2 separate regions of the Gossypium arboreum genome follow, and region 2 is linked to region 1. The links are chromatin contacts, called in public Hi-C maps. All regions are on one chromosome and are shown on one strand. Each heading gives the region's core, a stretch centred on a gene start, on an enhancer-like site or on the middle of the called end of the contact. The rest is flanking DNA. Distances are from core to core; before and after follow the strand shown.

Region 1 (5,604 bases), core at 1,664-4,163:
CGATTGTATTATGAGGATATATGCTAGGCAAAACCACATGCTTTAGTTTGGATCCAATCAACCCAAAGTTTTTTTGCTGTAGTTTTAATATTGCATCCAACTTTTGCCTCCTTATGTTTTCTAAGTCTGAATGAAAAAGAATTTTATCATCTTTAACTTTGGTTTTTTCGTATTTTGAAACCCAAACAAAAATTATTAATTTGACCTAATTCTAAAATTCTAAAATTTTGAAAATTTGTTAATTTTTAAATTTAGGATCAAATTGATATAATGTGAAAACATTGGAAAGTTAAGTTTATTATTAGGTCAATAAAAATGGCTCACGTCAGCTTTCCATTAAATATTTAACTATAAGTGACTAAAATTTTAAATTTTAAAAAGGTTGGTGATGAAATTGAAATGTTTTTAAAGTAGGGTGACCACCCACGAAATTTACCCTTCTTTTAGTTATCGTTTTAAACATTTTTTTTCCATGTAGTGGATCAAATTAACAATTGATCTTAGCACTACTACAATGGTGCGGTCATTATCATACACATATATATACGACATTGATTTCATCATGTCCATATTTTTTTTTCTCAGCCATAACAAGTTTTATTATTTAAAAAAAAAAAAGGGATGCATACTATTCACCATGCATATATAATTGGATTATTATAATTCATAAGGTAATTAATAAATAGCATATTCTTAATTTTTATTTTTATTTTTATAAATAGAATGTTCTTAATCTAATCAGATAGCTTAATTAATTCATATACACATCCATTTGTCGACAGGGGATGTGGCTATGTTTAATCTGGATGCACTTTGGCAATAACTGGTCCTAATTACAGTTGGTATGGTATTGAAGGATTTATGAGCTGTTGTTAATTAATTTTGATGCGGATGTTATGAAAAGTAATTGTAGAAAAGAGAGACCTCACTTATTAATTTTTTAATTATTTAATAATATTTCAGTAAATTTTTATATTATTCATACATAATTTTGATAATTTTTCTTTAATTTAAACTCGAATCCTGATCCTTGCATCTTGAACCAAAAAGCTAAATTCAACGTTTAAGGTTTATGATTTATTGTTTAAGATTTAGGGTGTATAGTTTAGTGTTTAAGATTTGGATTGAGATTCGAAGTTTAAGGTCGAATTCAAAGTTCAAGTTCGAGATAAAAGTTACTAAAATTATATATCAACAGTAAAAAAATTACTAAAATATTATTAAATAATTAAAAGAGATATAGAATGACATGATGCCTACACTTCATAAAACCCTTTTTCTTAATGTTAAAAAACTTTTATCTCCGGAAATTGGAATTAATTAACATTTTTAACAACTAGGATAAAATTTGTGTGACCCATATAAACCATAATTATTGAAACGTAAGAAAAATATAGTAAATCTAGCTTTTACGTTTATATATATTTTTAATTTGATATTTATATTTTTCTAGCTAATTTTGTTCTCAATTGTTATTTAAAAAGTCGAATTTAATCATCAATTTTAAAAAGAATCAATTGTTATTTTTTAATAGTTAGAACGTTAAAATTTTAAACACAATAATCTACGTGGCAATCCATGAATACTTTAAACTAATTTTATGATTCTTTTCATTTTATTTTTGAATTTTGAATTTTTTATTTTTAACATTTTATAATTTTTAAATATTATCATATCAACATGTGAATTGTCAAGCAAATTGTCATGTCAAAATTATCAAAATTAATATTTTTGGCATTTTCATTAATAAAAAAGATTTTTTTAAGGTTAATGAATAAATTTAACTAAAAATAATAATAAGATTCAAATTGATAAAAATATAAACATTACCTGTTAAATTCATCATTATGAATAGTAACATGGTAGACGTGGGATATTGTGGATGGGGAAAGAACGATGAAAGGGTTGAATGGATTCGATTGGTTGGTTACAACGTAAGGGTGAAGCTGGCAAGGTTTTGCAGATAGCGGAATGTAAAAGAGAGACAATACAAGGAACCTTTAAGCAGGTGCTGTGTGATAATTGTAATGGAGGATACCACCGAAGAGAGAGACGACAGCGATGGACGAGATGGATGAAAGCGTTAGAGTAAGGGGCGGCGTGTGTTTGAAAAAGACTTCGGCAGCTACAGTAGACGATGTAGTCATGCAGATCCAAATATCAAGAATTGTAGTGTTGTGGGCTATAAAGGCACTACCAATTTAGCTATGGATAAAGAGGCATAAGCCTTTGGACCTTAATCTTAACACTGGGATGGGTTCGTTTTTTGGATCATGCTGATGCTGTTAAGTTCGTGGAGTCAATGGGCCATGAGATGCATGTTGTAGGCACCGACACGGCCTTTTTATAAAAATAACATTAAAAAAATAATTAATTATAAAAATAGGTGGGAAACAAATTAATTATAAAAATGGGTGTTTGCTTAGCTTTGAGTGTCGACTAACAGATTGACGACATCAATTAAAAAATATTTTTTCACTTTTTCAATTTTTTTTATTATTAGATTTTTTTTAAAAATTTATTAATGTCACCAATATATCAAGCAGTATCCAAAATTACTATAGCAAACACCTATTTTTGTAATTAATTTTTATCCACCCTATTTTTATAATTAATTAATTTTTAATATTATTTTTATAAAAAACCTCACAGGCACCGATCCTCAATTTTTTGATACAAATTTAAAGAGAAAGAGGGTTATTGAAGAAAATAAAGGAGTTGATTAGAGATGATAAAACTCAAATTGCTCTATAGATTTGGAATTGATAGATTTTTTTTTTGAAAAGTAGATGTGGGACAAGGTGGGGTCGATTTATTTTTTTGGAACAATGGATTTAGAACAATTATGGTTGTAGGGCCCACTTTCTGCCCTAGCCTAATCAAAATAGCCCAAAGCAGAAGGCCCAGTTTCCCTAACCTAACCCTAGACCTAGCCTACAACCATCAACAAAACAAAAGCCAAGTTCAGCACCGCACGCCCCACGTCCGTGCACTTCTCCACCATACCACGTCGATAGCATGTCGTTTGTCCTCAGTTGTAAAAACAGTTGCGAGTTAGGCTATATAAAGCCATTCTATTTAAGCAAAAAGGTAAATCAAGACCTAAAGGCACATCAAGGGTTTTTTTTCCTTTTTTTATTTATTTGCTATTTCATTTTATTTTCCTTTTTTTTGAATTTATTATATATATAAATATGTATTTATTAAAAATATATTAATTTAAAAAAAAACTTACTTTTTTTTTGGAATTTCACGACGATGGCGATGGTCTCAAGCAATGATGACGTGTGTGGCGATTCGATGATCGAATTTTGGGGGAAGAAGGAGAGGTTGGGAGGTTTTTGAAGTTTTTTTTGGGAAAGAAGGCTGCAAATGAGGTTTTTTGGGCAAAATTTGAGTTTTATAACACAGCTAAAACGAAGCCGTTTTGAAAATTGAGTTTAGAGGCCAAAACGACGTCGTTTTGGGCCTCTGACCCGCGACTCGGCCCACTCCCAGGGGAGGATCCGCGCGTTTTGCTTGGATGGGCTAATTGTGCTCCAGGCCCTTCTACGTTTTTATGGTTTTACAATTAAGTTCTATTTATTTCTAATTTGGCCATATAAATTTCCTTCTGCTTTAATTTGGCCCTGCGCAAGGTGATGCGTTTTGGAGGGAGAGGATATTTACTTTCCCGGTCCCTCCATTTCGTTCAAGCGTTGCAATCCGGTCCTTCCCTTTTTATTTATTTCTGATTACGCCCCAGACTTTCGTTTAGATTCAATTCGGTCCTTTTTAGTTATTTTGCTACTTTATTATTTAATTGATTAATTGGACATTTTATTGTTATTTTAATATTATTATTATTTTATTTATTATTATTGTTGTTACTATTATTTATTATTATTACTATTATTATTACATATCATTATTCTTCTTATTATTTTCTATATTATTACCAGATTAACGTATTACTACTATCATTACTATTATACTTATTATTGTTCTTAGTATTATTATTTTCATTACTGTCACCATTATCACTATTATTTTCCTTTATCATTATTATTTTCTATTACTATTAATATATTATTATTACTATTTTTTATTTTTTATTATCATTATTAACATATCATTTTATTTTTATCATTAACATATTATTATGTTTATTAATATTCTATTATTATTTTCTACTTTATTACCGAATTATTACTATTATTACTGTCATATTACAAAACTAATCAATTTATATTATTATTATTATTATTATTATTATTATTATTATTATTATTATATTTTTCTTTTGTGTTTATTTATTTATTTTATTTTCTTTTTAGACATTTTATTATCCTATTATTTATCCACATCCTTTCAAGCTTTTGATTACCTATTATTCATATTAGTATTATAATCATTATTATTTTTAACTATTTTACATAGTATTTATTTATGTATTGGTTTACTAACACCACGATTCATTCTTATACTACAAATTTGTGTTATATCGATTTTTACCCAAACACGTAGAAAGGTTTTTTTCAAATAAAGGCAATATTTCGTATTTGAAAATTCAAGAAATCTTGCCCTAACGTACTGGGTTTCGATTTTTTTTTCGTTTCATCTCTATAATCGAATATCCTTTTAAAATCCAAATATATGAGTTTTAAATGAAATAGAGGGCAAGCTCATACTCGAGGGTCAAGGTGTTGTGTCATAACGTACTGGATATAACATTTTACCTTGAGATGAAACGGTCTTTGACATACGTTTTAATTCATCCAAATACTTTAAAAAAGCATTAACGCTAAGAGGGATCGTATTTTAAACTCTTGTCAAATTTTCAATTTTCGACATTAAGACACTGAATAATCAATTAGGTACCAAATTTGGGCGTGACGAGGGTGATAACCCTTCCTCGCGCGTAATCGACTCCCAAACCCGTTTTTCCAATTTTCGTAGACCAAAATCGTTGTTTTGATAAATCAATCTGTTTATTGAAAAAAGACCACATTTTGAAGTGACCCGATCACACCTCATCAAAAAGGTTCGGTGGCGACTCTAAACTTTCGTTTTAAAAAGTCGATTCCTATTTTTTAAAAAATAGTTTCGACAGCTTGGCGACTCCACTGGGGACCGAAAGAGTCAAGCCGTAAATTGATTAATTTATGTCTTTTGGTTGAAAATTGAAAATTCGATTTGAAATACGATCCTTTCATTGCATTTCCTTTGTTATCTTTGTGATCTTGGTCATAATACCTGCTTGGTTGGTTCGAGTCTCTAAATATTTTTGCATATTGCATTGCATGACTGCTCGGTCTTACCTTTTAAGTGGGAGTGAGAAACTAGTCCTTCGTGAGGTTTTCACCTCCGTATAGGATAGTGGATCGCTTTTGGGATACATTAGTACCTATGTCTTCATGAGATTTTCATCTCTGTATAGCCACAGGGAAATGTATTCCCTTGAACCAAACTTGATCTATATGAGCCTACAATGGGTGAGGATCGAGGAATCTGTTGGTTCAAGTACCCTATCTTTAAAACCAAACAACATATAGTGACCCATAGGAGCCCACTCTAGGTAGAGCCACACCAAACTATTAGCGGTCATCCGAATAGGTGTTCTGC
Region 2 (5,604 bases), core at 1,917-4,416, 100 kb before region 1:
TCAACATATTATCATCTTTATAAACATATCATTTATATTTTTATATAGTTAAATTAAAACACTTGTTCCTTATCAAACAACTGTAAGGAAAGCCACTCCAAGCTAAGGTGCTATACTGTAAACAAGCATCAAAAGAGCACATAAAATATATATTTCAAAGTTTCATCTCAAATTGGATTATCCTCCACATTCATGCAACCAAACATTGCAAATGACACACATATCTACATACAATTTACATTCTGATCAACTACATGTTGGAAGAATACTCAATAGATACTTTTTGAGTAATCTTTCAAACCACGGCCTTTCCATGCCTCACGGTATACAGTCCCAATGATGTCTCTGAACTCCTGTTTGTCCTTGAGAGCCCAGTTAATCTTGGTATTATCGATGCCAAGATCAATCATAATGTGCTTGTTTCTGAAAAAAAAAGTTCACTTTACATTAAATCAGCTTAATAGCATCACATTCAAACTGTTTTATTAGCCCTATCCGACAGCTTAATTAACACCAATTTACATTCCCTTTAACAACGAATTTAACCTTTTCGATCAGCAACAAAAACTAATATTTAACAACTATTGTTTTTCTTTTATTTCATACATGCAGCAGACCAATTGCTCTACATATTACAACACATTCAAATAAGTATTTATATGCTGGAATAATGAGCTTTCAAGCTGTAGTTTCCAGCAGTCATTTAAGCATTTAATTGTCAAATTTTCACTTCACTACAAACAACCGAACTTAGTAAGAATAACATAATATTTTAGCTACTAAACTCGATTTATAAACCCTACAACCATAGCTTACTGCATGCAAACTTGAATTTAAACATGAGAATTTGCAAAGTTTCCTTTGAAAAACTCACTCACAAGCACATTCAATTTGTCCTATTTTGGACAGCACAAGACAGCAACATGCAGGGCATTTGTATCCCGCAACAACACACTCAATAGTATTAAAATTTATTAGTTCATCACAGCAACAATCCATGATTTTTAATCCAGTAATACTCAATTATTTGGTCCCAAAACTGAATAGCATAATGCAACAAATGAGACTGTCTTTACAGCCCTCAATCAACATGAAAATAGAACCATTAATTTGTTCAAATTTTGGACAGCAAAATAAGGGCACAAAATTGGATAGCAGTAATTTTTACACTATTTCCGAGCAGCATTTAAACTTACAATAAACGAATCTAGCTAATGCCAGATAGTAAGTAGCCTTGAAAATTTAAAGAATATTTTCAGCCATTAAATCAAAGTCGAAACATCAATTCTAATTTAATATATATATTTTAAGCATGAAAATAACAAAATGAGTTTAAAGAAAACTCACCATTAGCAACACTCAATTTGTACTTCTAAAATGACAAGTCATTCGGCAAATAAAACGCAGTTTACTCATTAACGACACATCATCAATATCAATCCCAGAGTTATACATTTTAACCACGGCACCAAAGCACTATAAATCACAGCTATAACCCCTCCTAATTTGTCATTTGAAGATACCACAATTTCATTATTAAGACCGTTTAAATTACGACAATTAATCCACTTTAGATAATGGTTTAAGACAACATAAATACTTACATTTTAATCAAGATCAAGCAGTAGGAAATCTTAATTATAACTATGACATCTTCTAATTTCAGCTTAGGACATTAATATTTAATCACATTAGAAGTAAAAAGATAAACCCAAATACTGAAATTGGGTATTTGAAGATTTCAACAATTACCCAAACATAAACTAGAAAATGGAAATCCATTTAACCTAAAACTGAATTAACCCGAACATATTCATACATGTAGACCAACACTATACAATCCAACCATAAAGTCGACAACCGGAATCCATTTGACCTAAACCCAAATTGATCCAAATACAAAATGACCAAAACATGAGCTTCAAATCCAAATTAGCTGGTCATAAAACAACATAAACTCAAATAATAACAGTCCGAACCCAAATTGGCAAAATCTAAAATAAATGAAAATTTTAAAACTTAATTTGATTCAATCTACATTGTTCCTATGAACCCAAACTGACAAACTATTAGATCTATAAAGATGTATAGGAGATTACAACAAAATTCAAGCTAATATAGGTAAACAAATAGATGAATCGCTAGAAGTAGAAATTTGGGTTGATTAAAATTGTATTGATTAAGCTAAATCAAAATCGTTATTGAAATTTTGAAACATGATGATCCATTTTGAAGCATCATAAAAGGATTAAAATGATTTTCGAAATAATTCAAAATAAGTGTAAAATGAAAGAAAAAGAGTTGAATCTTGATGTTGAAACATGTGAAGAGCAACAGATCTAGCGAATGAATGGAAATGGATCCCCAAAGACCAAAGGCCTATGGCGTAAACTTAACGTCGCCAATTCTCGAGTTCCTTCGGTATTTCTTTCCAAAAAACCCTTTTCTTAGGATTTTGGCAAAAAAGAGCCCTAATCGAGACTCAAATTTTGATTTCTCCAATCATGAGGAAAATCCAATTCACATACAATAGTAAAAGCGAAGATTACATCAACATGTTTTCACACCCCAAGATTAAAAAAACCAAAAAGTTAACAAAATTATCAAGAAATAGATTAAAAACTTGAAAATGCCTATTATTTCTACTAATTTAACAAAAAACTAGAAAAAAAATCAAAATTGGAGAAGAGTTACCGAGGGAGGATGCCGATTGTTTCACTTCTCAAGTTTCCATCTCAATCGAAAGCCTTGTTAAGGGTTGGAGTTAAAAAATGAATCTTAATTGAAGGCCTTGTTAGGGTTTATCAAAGGAGATAGAGTTGGTGATAATGAAGCATGAAAAGAGGGAGACAAGTTTGGAATAAAATAGGAAGAAGAATGAAAAAAGCAGAGATTGCTTCAGACGTGAGAAAGAGAAGGGTAAAGTTGAAAGTCTCAACATAATTTTTTACCCAACCATTCGTTGAATCCCTATTCCGTGGGGAGGGTGCCGAATTGTAAACGGCACTTTTGCGTTGAATAAAGCCGTATTGAATGAGGCTGTAATAACCCATTACACCCAACCAAATAAAATTTTAATGGGGGCCCACTGAATTCAGCTGTAATGCTAAGCCATTACAGCTAACCAAACATGATGTAAGAGATTTTATTATAAGATTCTAATGTATTTATTATCCCTCTGGCGTACCTCAACTCAAAGTGCGGTACAACATAAGCAATTGTACCCAAAAGCAACCAAACCCAAGCCCAATCTTCAAAGTCCAGACCAGAGCTTGGGTTGACTCCAGAAACTACCTCCACTCTCTTCTTTACTCAACCGCCAATCTCCTCCTACTCCTTCCTCCTTCTACCTTGTTTTAAGAAGGGAGCAATTTCAAGTTGAGAACTAAAACCGAAGGGGAAATGATGGATGCAGATAAGGCATTGGAGTTAGTAAAGAGCGGAGCTACGCTTCTCCTCCTTGACGTCCCTCAATACACTCTTATCGGCATCGACACTCAGGTACTTTTCCGCCCCCTTCCCTATCTCTCTTTTGTTTCTCAAATTATATTTTATTCCACCTTTTTCTTTTCTTTTCTTGTTATTTGCAGGTCTTTTCTGTGGGGCCTGCTTTTAAAGGCATTAAAATGATTCCTCGGGGTGTTCATTTCGTCTTTTACAGCTCTTCCACCAGGTTAGTATCAAAATTATCAGCCAAAAGCTTAGCACTTTGTCAACTGAATTTGGTCATTTTTGTGGGTGTTGGATCTTGTGTGCTTAATGAATGGAGCAAGTTACTTTATGATGGTTTTGATTTGTAAAGAGGAAGCCTATCATACTGCCTTTGAAAATATGAGGTAGTGGAGAATGCTCCTGGCAAGAGGAGGATGAGTAGAGATACAACTCTAAAATCACATTTTTACTTGATTTTAAAAGTAAAATTAGCAATGGTGTAAAATTATCCTTATAGCCAATCACATGTAACTGAAAAGAAGAGAATTTATTGTTATCGTGCTTGGTAATTACTTGATAGGATCGTAGGCCATCATCACTTAACAGAAGATGCAGTTCAGATTAGCATTATATGTTATCTCTGAAAAAAATCACATTTTTCATTATTTCCTTATATATTTTCATTTGGAGATCTATATCATTGGCTTTTATTGGTTAACATGCAGGGATGGCAAAGAGTTTTCACCAATTACTGGCTTCTTTATCGATGCTGGATACTCTCAGGTGTGAATGTCTTCGAACATGTTTGTAGAAAATTTTGGTAGTAGAAAAGGGAAATACAGTTTTCTTGTTGCTATTAAATAAAGTTGAGGAAGGAAAACAGACTTTTATATATATATATATACAATATACATGTAATGCTATTCTGTCAATTGAGTCTCATATTTGTTGTATGCTGCTGTATTTGTTTTTCTAATGATGGTGTTTTTGAGCACTTATATTATCTAAACTAGATTAGTTGATGTATAGCCATCTTATGCATCTTCTTTGCTGAGTAAAAATATGGACTGGCTAGAGTTCTAATTTAGCCATTTGCTTGTTCCTCAGTGATAAGTTAGAATCTTTCAAGATCATTAACTCAAGTGAACACAAAGTTCGTTGTTAATTTATCTCAGATTGGGAGCTTGACATAACTTGTAAGAATATATCCTACCATTGGCAGGTGGTTGTTCGTATGTGGGATCAACAAGAGGAACGCTTAATCAAAATGCCAGAAGAAGAGGTCTGTATTCATGTTAATTGTGCTTCTTATATTCTTTTCGATGATTCATTTAGATATTGATACCTACTAGATTGGTAATGGAAGTATTCTGTAATATGGGATTCAAGCCCCAAAAGTGGGGTTGTTATCTTGTCCATTAGTTTTTGGTCCATTACTTTCCAATACATTAATCATCATTATTTTTGTGTAGACCCACTTATGAAGTGTGCAGGTCATACTTATAAATGGCCAGTAAATTTGCATTGGATGGTAATGGATAGGAAAATAATGGAGTGGAGCTTGACCCCTAAAAGTGAAAGGCAATGCTTATTATTTTGGAAGATTTGAATTGAGCTATTTTTTCTTAATGTTATGAGCAACACTTCTTTTAAATAATGCGTTTAATTAGTTCATACTTCATTTCTGTTTCTAGGAAGAGAGATACAGGCAAGCAGTTAGAAGTTTTGAATTTGACAAGCATCTGGGCCCCTATGATCTAAGCCTTTATGCAGATTGGAAGAGACTGTTTAATTACATTACAAAAAGCACTATTGAACGATTAGGTTTGCTCTTTTTTAGATACTGCCTTCTGATCTCCATGTGTATGGCACTGTTTTTATGATGTGTGTACTTTTGCTTATGTATGGATGCTCATGCTTTTAATTCCTCACCTGGGCTTTCTTACATTTCTGTTTTATCATTTTTCTTGGTTTTAACAAGGGAATGCAGGGCGTATAGTGAGCTTAAATTGGAAAGTGTGGACTAGGTGCACAGCTCATTTACAAGACAATTTTGAATGTCAATTTGTACTTCATTCATTTTTTAGCAATGTAAAAAAAACTTCTTAGAGTTCCTTTAACAGTTTTTAATAGAATGACATTCTTATGGCTCCTTAAAGGACATTCTTATGG

The links. Hi-C and Micro-C count contacts between places; a contact is called where the count stands out from the background.
Region 2: a Hi-C map of leaf shows a contact between it and region 1, with 4 times the contacts expected there. The contact joins the promoter of LOC108467619 here to the enhancer-like site in region 1. A contact is called at or near these places in 2 of 5 Hi-C or Micro-C datasets (both in leaf).

The regions. Positions count from the first base shown.
Region 1 is chr8:133,721,945-133,727,548 of ASM2569848v2, reverse strand. No RefSeq gene overlaps it. Among protein-coding and RNA genes, the nearest start is that of LOC128279466, 20 kb to the left of the region's middle. Within about 2 kb of position 2,913, at least 1 of the 2 cell types and tissues checked has an H3K27ac peak or open chromatin away from gene starts, as enhancers often do. A contact at or near this core is called in leaf, where this site is marked.
Region 2 is chr8:133,822,489-133,828,092 of ASM2569848v2, reverse strand. LOC108467619 reads left to right here and starts at 3,166. Exons shown (of 13, transcript XM_017768328.2): 1 at 3,166-3,501; 2 at 3,591-3,673; 3 at 4,158-4,215; 4 at 4,655-4,714; 5 at 5,127-5,256. The coding sequence starts at 3,403.